Regions from separate parts of the Rattus norvegicus genome. Here region 2 is linked to region 1. The links are chromatin contacts, called in public Hi-C maps. All regions are on one chromosome and are shown on one strand. Each heading gives the region's core, a stretch centred on a gene start, on an enhancer-like site or on the middle of the called end of the contact. The rest is flanking DNA. Distances are from core to core; before and after follow the strand shown.

The links. Hi-C and Micro-C count contacts between places; a contact is called where the count stands out from the background.
Region 2: a Hi-C map of liver shows a contact between it and region 1, with 8 times the contacts expected there. The contact joins the enhancer-like site here to the promoter of Ap1m2 in region 1. A contact is called at or near these places in 12 of 12 Hi-C or Micro-C datasets (the A7r5 cell line, the Rat2 cell line, Schwann cells and 7 more) and 1 of 1 datasets of contacts at active chromatin or transcription factors (oligodendrocytes).

The regions. Positions count from the first base shown.
Region 1 is chr8:28,129,927-28,133,973 of GRCr8, reverse strand. It overlaps Ap1m2 (adaptor related protein complex 1 subunit mu 2), which reads left to right and starts at 1,332. Exons shown (of 12, transcript NM_001108996.3): 1 at 1,332-1,406; 2 at 3,900-4,047. The coding sequence starts at 1,365.
Region 2 is chr8:28,178,647-28,182,876 of GRCr8, reverse strand. Slc44a2 (solute carrier family 44 member 2) reads right to left here. Exons shown (of 22, transcript NM_001134715.1): 21 at 3,944-4,028; 22 at 1,381-2,726. The coding sequence ends at 2,620. Among named protein-coding and RNA genes, the nearest start is that of Slc44a2, 16 kb to the right of the region's middle. Within about 2 kb of position 2,791, at least 10 of the 93 cell types and tissues checked have an H3K27ac peak or open chromatin away from gene starts, as enhancers often do. A contact at or near this core is called in Schwann cells and liver, where this site is marked.

The sequences.
Region 1 (4,047 bases), core at 83-2,582:
CCAGAATAATGGAAGAGTGGCTTGTTAACCTGGCTGTGTGGTCCTGAGACAGACTGACTGTGCTCGGCTCGTAAGCTCTTCATACAGGCCCCATCTCTGCTTTAAGACAATTCCCGTGGGCGATTCTCATAGCTCCATCTGGACTCTGGGCCTGATAAAGGTCGGCGGCAGCCACGATGCCCAAGCGGGCTTTGTCGCCCCCTGGCGGCCTCTCAGGAAACGTTTCTTCCACAGCGGAGCGCTATGCTTAGGCTTGGTTAAGGTTTGGAGTGGTTTTGGTTTTTTTGTTGTTCCCCCCAACACACACACTACCCTCCGCAAAACGGTATCCCAGCAACGGGAAAGTAGAGACAGAACGATCTTGAATTTAAGGATAGCTTGGGCTTTAAAAAAAATGAATGAAATTAGAAAACAAAAAACAAAGTCAGGCCTGGTGGCTCATGACTGTAATCACAGAACTTGTAAGGCTGTGCCGGTCTGGACCACATAATGAACTCTTCTAGAATTAACAACACAACACAACACAAACGATAAGCAAAAACAAACAAACAAAAAATTACACAGGCGCCTTTAATCCCAGCAGACACAGGCAGCCAGCCTGGTCTACAGAGTGAGTTCCAGGACAGCTACGGATACACAGGGAAACCCTGTTTTGAAGAAAAAAAAAAAAAACCCAAACCAGTCAATCAATAACAACAACAACAACTATAACAGAAAGTAGTAAAATGTATAGTGTGAGAAGGATTACATTACTGAACACCTAGTGGTGGGCACCGGGTCACACATAGAAAACAGGCAAAGTCCTGTTGATACTGTAGGTGTAGGTGATTGAACAAGCTATACAGACACATGAACAGACGGATGCCCTGGTGGGTGGGTGGATGCGTGGGTGGGTTAGTAGATGTTGATGTGAATGTGTATATGTATGTGGGAGGGGGTGAGGGATGGATAGCTGACTGGAATGGGAGTGTGGGTGGAGACGGGGTGGGCGGATAAGAGGATGAATGAATAGACGTACGGTGGGCGAGGGGGGCGGTGGGTGAGTTGAAGGATCAATGGATAAATGTCCTGGAGTTTCACCATCCACCCAGGCATTCCTGATCCCCAAAGAAACGTGGGTTAGGGCTGCAGTCGCACCTCTGTTCTGCCTTTCCTAGCTCTTGGAGCAGCCTTGGCATTTGCTGCCGACCGTGCCGCTCACCTGGCGGCCTCCCCTTTAAGACGCATTCACCTGGCGGCCTCCCCTTTAAGACGCGCTCACCTGGCGGCTCACCTGGGCGAAGGCGCTTCCGCAGGAAGAAGGAAGCAGCAGCGCTGCCGCCTCTGCAGCTCGCTCTCGCCTCCTAGCTTCACCGGGCGCCACCATGTCGGCCTCGGCAGTCTTCATTCTGGACGTCAAGGGCAAGGTGAGGCAGAGGGCAAGGGATCGTGGTTCGACGGGCGAGCACGAGGGCCCAGGGCACAGGACCGGGAGCTGGGGACCCGCCCTCTTCAGCCGGCATCTGTGGCAAGGGGTTTCACCTCTCTGAGCGTCATTTCTCCTGTTTGTAAAAATGAGAATAAGAAAGATATCCACCATCTGAGCGCCCTGAACCAGTGAGCACAGCCCTTCTGCAACTCCGGAGTTCAATAAATGGGCCAAGTGTAACTCTGGAGTAGAAGGCCATACCCCTATCCTTGCAAGTCGACTGTCGCTTCTCCTGTGACAATGACAGCAGTAGAGATGAAAACGAGATCCCTGTAACATAATGACACAAGGTCGTGTGCCTCAGTTGTCAGCCAGCTGGCCTAGCACACAGACCTAGGTGTGATCCCAGTGCACTGCATAAACAGTCCCAATTCCAGCTCTTGGGAGGTGGAGGCAGAGGGATCAGGAAATCAAGGGAGTTTGAATCGGGCCTGAGCTACGTGACACTCACTGCCTCAAAACCAAAACAGGCTCAACAAGCCCAGACACTGGCTGTGTAAGTCTGGTAACCTGACCCAAACCCAAGTAAAGGGGAATGGAGACAACCTACAAAGTTGTCCTCTGACCACACCCACACAGACACACACAAACACACAGACACACAGACACACACAAACACACAGACACAGACACACACGCACATGCACACACTCCATACACACAAAAAATAGTGCCTGTAAAAAGATCCAAGAAGGACAAGGAGGCCAGGTGTTTTACCATGCACCTGTCACTCTAGCTACTGTGGAAGCTGAGTCAGAGAGATGACCTGAGCTCAGGAGGGCAAGGCCAGCCTGGGCTACAATAGCAAGACAAAGAAATAAATAACCTTGAACAAGAACGGCCCAGGAGGGGAAGAGGTTCAGGTCCACCTCTCAGCTTTTTGTGGACATAGTTTTAAACCTCAGCTTCTTCAGTCTGGAAAATGGACCCAAAGACACCTACCTCAAGGCTGAGGCAGGCACTGAATTCCTCAGGAAAGGTTCTTCCTCCTCTTCCTCCTCAGTGGTGGGGGCGGAACCCAAGCTAAGCCAGCATACTGCCACTAAATTACGTCTTAAAGATTTTATTTATTTATTTATTTATTTATTTATTTATTTATTTATTTATTTAATGTATACCTAACTGTCTGTAGACACACCAGATCCCAATACAGATGACTGTGTGCCACCATGTGGTTGCTGGGATTTGAACTCAGGACCTCTGGAAGAGCAGTTGGTGATCTTAACCACTGAACCATCCCTCCAGCCCAACTAAATTACATCTTAATCCTCCTCATACTATTTAAAAATTACACTTATTTGCTCTGCCTGTGTGAGAGTCTGTTCTGTCCTATCCCCACGTGTGTGGCTTGGACCTCTGGCCACCAGGCTCGGCAGCGAGACCCTTCAACCACTGAGAACCCCTGAGTTCTCTTGCGGTCCCTCCTGTGCGGTTTAAATTTGAAATGGTATCTGGTTGAATTCCCCAGGCTGGCTTCAGATTCACTCTGGAGCTTTGCTAGGCTTTGGACCTGCTATCCTTTTGCCTCAAGCTTCCCTGCTAACTCTGACGACAGGCCCTTGGTAAGAAAGACAAGGCCCAGCACGTCCACTGATTGATGTCGGAAGGACCTCATACGCAGTAGGATGGTCCTCTACTGCTGAGCCCATGTTCCTTATTTTTCATTTATTTATTTTTTTGTCAGAACCTCATGTAGTTTAGGTTGGCTTTGCACTTACTATGTAGCCGAGGATGGCCTTGTACTTCCGCCTCTACCCCCCAAGCCCATCCCCAGCATAACACGTACTGGCAGAATGTTGATGGTGTTCAGTATGCACCCAGGACACTTTTAGCTGTGGGTGTCAGGTACCTACATAACAGGCATGAAAACCGAGGCGTACAGAGGTAGAGTCCTAGCTAGGCCCCTCACTGAATTGCACACAGAGTGTGATATGGTGACAAACACTGTGACCCCAGCACTCTAGAAACCGAGGCAGGAGGATTGAGAAGTTGAGACCAGCTGGGGCTTCGTAGAAAAGGTGCCTAAATTAATCAGAAAAGGAAAGACAGTCGGGGAGGTAATTTACTCCTAGAGGGTTTGTAACATTAGCTCTCGCCAGGATGGAAGCAGGGGGATCAAGAGTTCAAGGTCGGGGCTGGGGATTTAGCTCAGTGGTAGAGCGCTTACCTAGGAAGCGCAAGGCCCTGGGTTCGGTCCCCAGCTCCGGAAAAAAAAGAACCAAAAAAAAAAAAAAAAAAAAAAAAGAGTTCAAGGTCATCCTCTGTGACATCTGGTGTCAAGGGCAGCCTATGCTACCTGAGGTATCATCCCCTCCATAAAACAAAAGAGGCCAGTGTGGGGGGCATAAAAGAAAGTTAGAAGAGAATTAGACATCCTAAGGCCCTAGGTCTGTGCGCTGGTGGTGACTTAGTCCTGTCTCTCTCCCCTTAGCCTCTGATTAGCCGAAACTACAAAGGCGATGTGCCCATGACGGAGATTGACCACTTCATGCCTCTGCTTATGCAACGGGAGGAGGAGGGTATGCTGGCCCCGCTGCTGAGCCACGGCCGAGTGCACTTCTTGTGGATCAAACACAGCA
Region 2 (4,230 bases), core at 1,542-4,041, 47 kb before region 1:
AAAAAAAGAAAAAAATATTTTAAAAATACTTATTATTGAGCCAAGCAGTGGTGGTGCACTCCATTAATCCTAGAATTCAGGAGGTAGAGGCAGGCTAATCTCTGAGTTCAAGGTCAGCCTGATCTACAGTGATATTTCCAGGACACTCAGGGCTACACACAGAAACCTGTCTTGAAAAAAAAAACTAAAATAAAAGTATTTGTGTTTGTGTCTGTGTTTGCATGTGGGTGTCCAAGAAGACCAGTATGTCAGGGCCCCTGGAGCTGAAGTTATAGGAGGTTGTATTTGGCTGACGAAGAAGCTGGGAACCAATCTTGTCCTCTATAAGAGCAGAATACACACAAAACCCTTGAGCCTTTTCTCCAGCCCCAGCCCCTGTACTATTTCTTCCTCCTCTTCTTCTTCTTCCTCCTCTTCCTCCTCCTCTTCTTCTTCCTCCTCCTCCTCCTTCTCCTTCTCCTTCTCCTTCTCCTTCATCTTCATCATCATCATCATCATCATCATCATCATCATCATCATCATCTGCTATTTTGAATGTGTAGGTGCCATTCAGGTGCTGGGCATAGAACCAGGTCCTCTGGAAGCAGCAGCCAGTCCTCTTAATAGCTGAACCATCTCACTTCAGTTTGCAGCTTTAAAAATAAGCAAAGGGGTTGGGGATTTAGCTCAGTGGTAGAGCGCTTGCCTAGTAAGGGCAAGGCCCTGGGTTCAGTTCTCAACTCCGAAAAAAAGAAAAAAAATAAAAACAAGCAAAAACAACAGAAAAAGAAACAACTTTTTGTGTGTGCTAGGGCGTGTGGAGCTCACAACTGTCTATAATTCCAGAGGACCCTAAGCCCCACTTCTGGTCTCTGAGACCAAGGAGGCATAGGCATAGGGCACAGATATACATGCAGACAAAATGCCCAAAAACATAAAAACAATTTAAACAGTAAATGTATCCTGATCTTTCGAAGGAACCAGTCGATTTCCAGCCTTGACAAGGGGCCTCATGACCTCTAGTCCAACCCCAGGGGCTCCAATGCCTGCTGCTGGTCTCTATGGAAAACTGCATCCACATGGCATACACTCACCCAGAAACACAGAAGCTACAAAATAGACTAAAGGAATATGCACTTCCCTCCACTGTGACGCTTGGTGCAGGTGCAGGGTCCGCCTGTGTCCAGGGCAGTTACTGAGGGGAGGAGAGGAGAAGCAAGCGGCTGTTCCTGGACCCTAGGAATGAGTGGAAGCTTTTTTTCACTAGGGTCCTACAGGAGCCAACAGAAGCTGCAGGGCACGCTTTGGCAGTAAACTCCAGGCTGTTTTCTATCTCTCCTTCCCTCTGAGATACCCTCCCTCCCACAGCATCCCACATCCCTATTAACCACACCAGGTCAGTATCTGTACAAGAGGCACTTTATTAACTGGCTGGAATGCAATTACGTAAGCACAGGGCAGGGCATACAAGAGAAGGGTGGGGCGCGATGGCACACAGGCAGGCATAGGAAAGCCTGGGCCTCCAGGCTGGGAGCCTCTGGTTTCCAACATCCTGGTATCTCACGGATAGCCATAGTGGGGTGAGGGGAGGGTCTTAGCATATGATAGGTAAAGTGAGGAACCAGTCTACTGGCCCCCAAGATTAAGAAGTTTGGCAAACAGAGTCTCTAGTTTCAAGTGAAAGAAACCAGATAGGCCTAGTTAACTTGGAATACACAACACACCCACACCTCATCCCCTGAAACCATCCCTTGGGTGAACTTCAGTTTCTTTCCTCTCACAAAGAGGGCAGTGTGTATTACTGGAAGAGAGAGGGGTGGGGAGGCAGACCCTATTTTCACTCATTTTCCAACCTCAAGTTTTCCGTTTGGAAGCCATCAGTCAAAGGTACTCTGTAGGATCTAAGTACAGAAGCCTGTTTTCCAGAGCCACTCCCAACCCCCACCACCGCTCTCGTTCCTTGCACAGGGCCCTCCTCCCGGATGGATGTTTATCTGGAAAACTCCTCCAGTTCTGGGTACACACTCCTTCCTGTGACCCCAGCCACCCCAGGCTGGAGGTGGGGTTACATGTGAAGGCACTCTTGGTGACTCCACTCAGCTATGGAGCCTGGTGGAAGAGAAGCAGGTGGGCCTCTTACCGTCTGTCTAGGCTGCAAAGGACTAAGAGTGAGACATGTTATTTGTTGGCCCTTAGGCGACATCAGCCAGTCGTGGAGATCCAGTTTTATTCTGGCTAGGAAGCTTGGAGCTAGTGTTCATTGAGCTCGTCTCATCCAGTCTTCCCCTCTTGGCCAGAAGGGTTACCGAAATACAAAGAAGTTGGCTGCACACATCCTCGGGCCATCTCCCATCCTCAACTTCAAGTCGCTTCGCCATATTGGCACCGTCTGAGCCAGCAAGGATTGGAGAGACCCATTCTGTCCCATTTCCCAGGGCTGCACCGAAAACTCCCAAGTGCCCTTTGGCATAGGACAGAGATGCCCCAATTCCTCTGGGTCCCTGGAAATGGGGACTCGGGGAGGGTGGCAGAGAGGCAGTGATGTGACGTTACACAAGTCTGATGAGCTGGGAACTGGGACCCAGCTGCACAGCAAGCACCGGATCACAGCGTCCTGAGAGGGCTGGGCGGCAGGCATCTTTAGGATTCTGCTACTTTCTTGTTGGTTTTATTCAGGAGTTTCTTGAGAGTGGAAGACATGAAGTAAGGCCTCTCGGCTGAGCCGTCGTTTCTCTCCAGATCCTCCACTGTGGACAGAGCCCCAAAGCACGTGATGTGAGAGGGAGTTGACAGGAAGGCGTGGGGGTTGGGGACGGGGAACAGGGGAACAGAGGGCCGTAGAGAAGCCTCAGGGTTAGAACGCAACACACAGGAGCACAGGGCGTAGCAGCAAAGGTCTGTTACCCAAGGTATTTAAGAAGCCGAAACAGAACAACGCCAGCCTCAAGGCCTGCTTTCACTACCTTAAGGTCAAGGCCAGCCTGGGCAACCGAGTGAGACATTGTCTCAAACTACAAAGTTAACAAGGCCAGGGCTTAGTTTAGTGGCAGAACACTTGCCTAGCATCCCCCAGCGAGGGGCTGGGGACAGCTACGGCCTAACATTACCCAGAGAGGGGCTGAGAGCGTGGCTCAGGGGCTGAGCCCCTGCCTAGTCCCCCCACCCTCCAAGAGACTGGGGGCGTGGCTCAGCGGCTGAGTCTCCGACTAAACGCCCCAGTGAGAGGATGGATGGGCTTTCGGCTCCGGGATAGGATGACTGCCTAGTTTTGCAAAAGAAAGGGATGAGGAAGGACTACAGGAGCCCCACGTTCCCAGTCAAAGAAGCACCATCACATGCACAAACCCGGTCTCCAGAGGCCCACTGGCCAGCTTGCCAGTCTCCCTCACTCTCTACTCCTCCTCAACTTCCTCCTGCTTGCCCGCCTGCGAACTCCCCTTCAATAGGATGTCTTTCAGCTCGGGCGACATGAAGTAGGGTCGCTCCTGAGAGCCGTCATTCCTCTCAAGGTCCTCACCTGGGCCCCCCAGGAACCAGCAGGGGTGGAAAATAGGGTGGTCAGGAAAGAAGGGGGTTGGAAAAGGGAGGCAGAGGAAAAAACGGAAAAGAAGCCAGCAGGCATGGGGGGGAGGAAGGGGAGGAGGAAGAAAAAGACACGTGGAGACCAGAGTTAGTGGCACCCATGAACCCTGCACTAGTCCCCAACAAAGCCAGAAATTTCAAAGCCACAGACCCAGGGGATAGAATATTCCAGCTATGTCTGGACAGGCGGGTGAGGAACAGTTAGCTTGAAGTGTGGTGAGGAGGCCAGGAAGGCATGCGTGGGCCTAGAAGGAACACCTCTGGCCCTGGGGGACTCTGGGGTGAGGGTGGCTTTGTGCTTTCATTAGAGGGAGGCATTTCCTGTCCTCTGGGGAGAAGGAAGTCAGGGCCCCTGGTGTGCTGAGATAAAGGGGTCACTCACAGAAACAGAGGAACAGTGTGTCCACGCACATGCCATAGACGCTGAAGAAGCCGTGCGCGATCAAGTAGGAGCCAATGATCACTGTCTATTCAAGAGAAAACATCGTTTTTCCAGCTGGCCCCATCACTGTCCTCCCTAGGCTGAGAAACCTCTTACTCTCATGAGCCAAGAGGCAGACTGTATTTACAGAATTCATGGCAATCCCCCTGCCTCATCTTTGAAACATCTGTTTACCTTTTACAAAACATTTGTGCAAGTATCTTGCTGGCATGTTTATATGTGTAGCC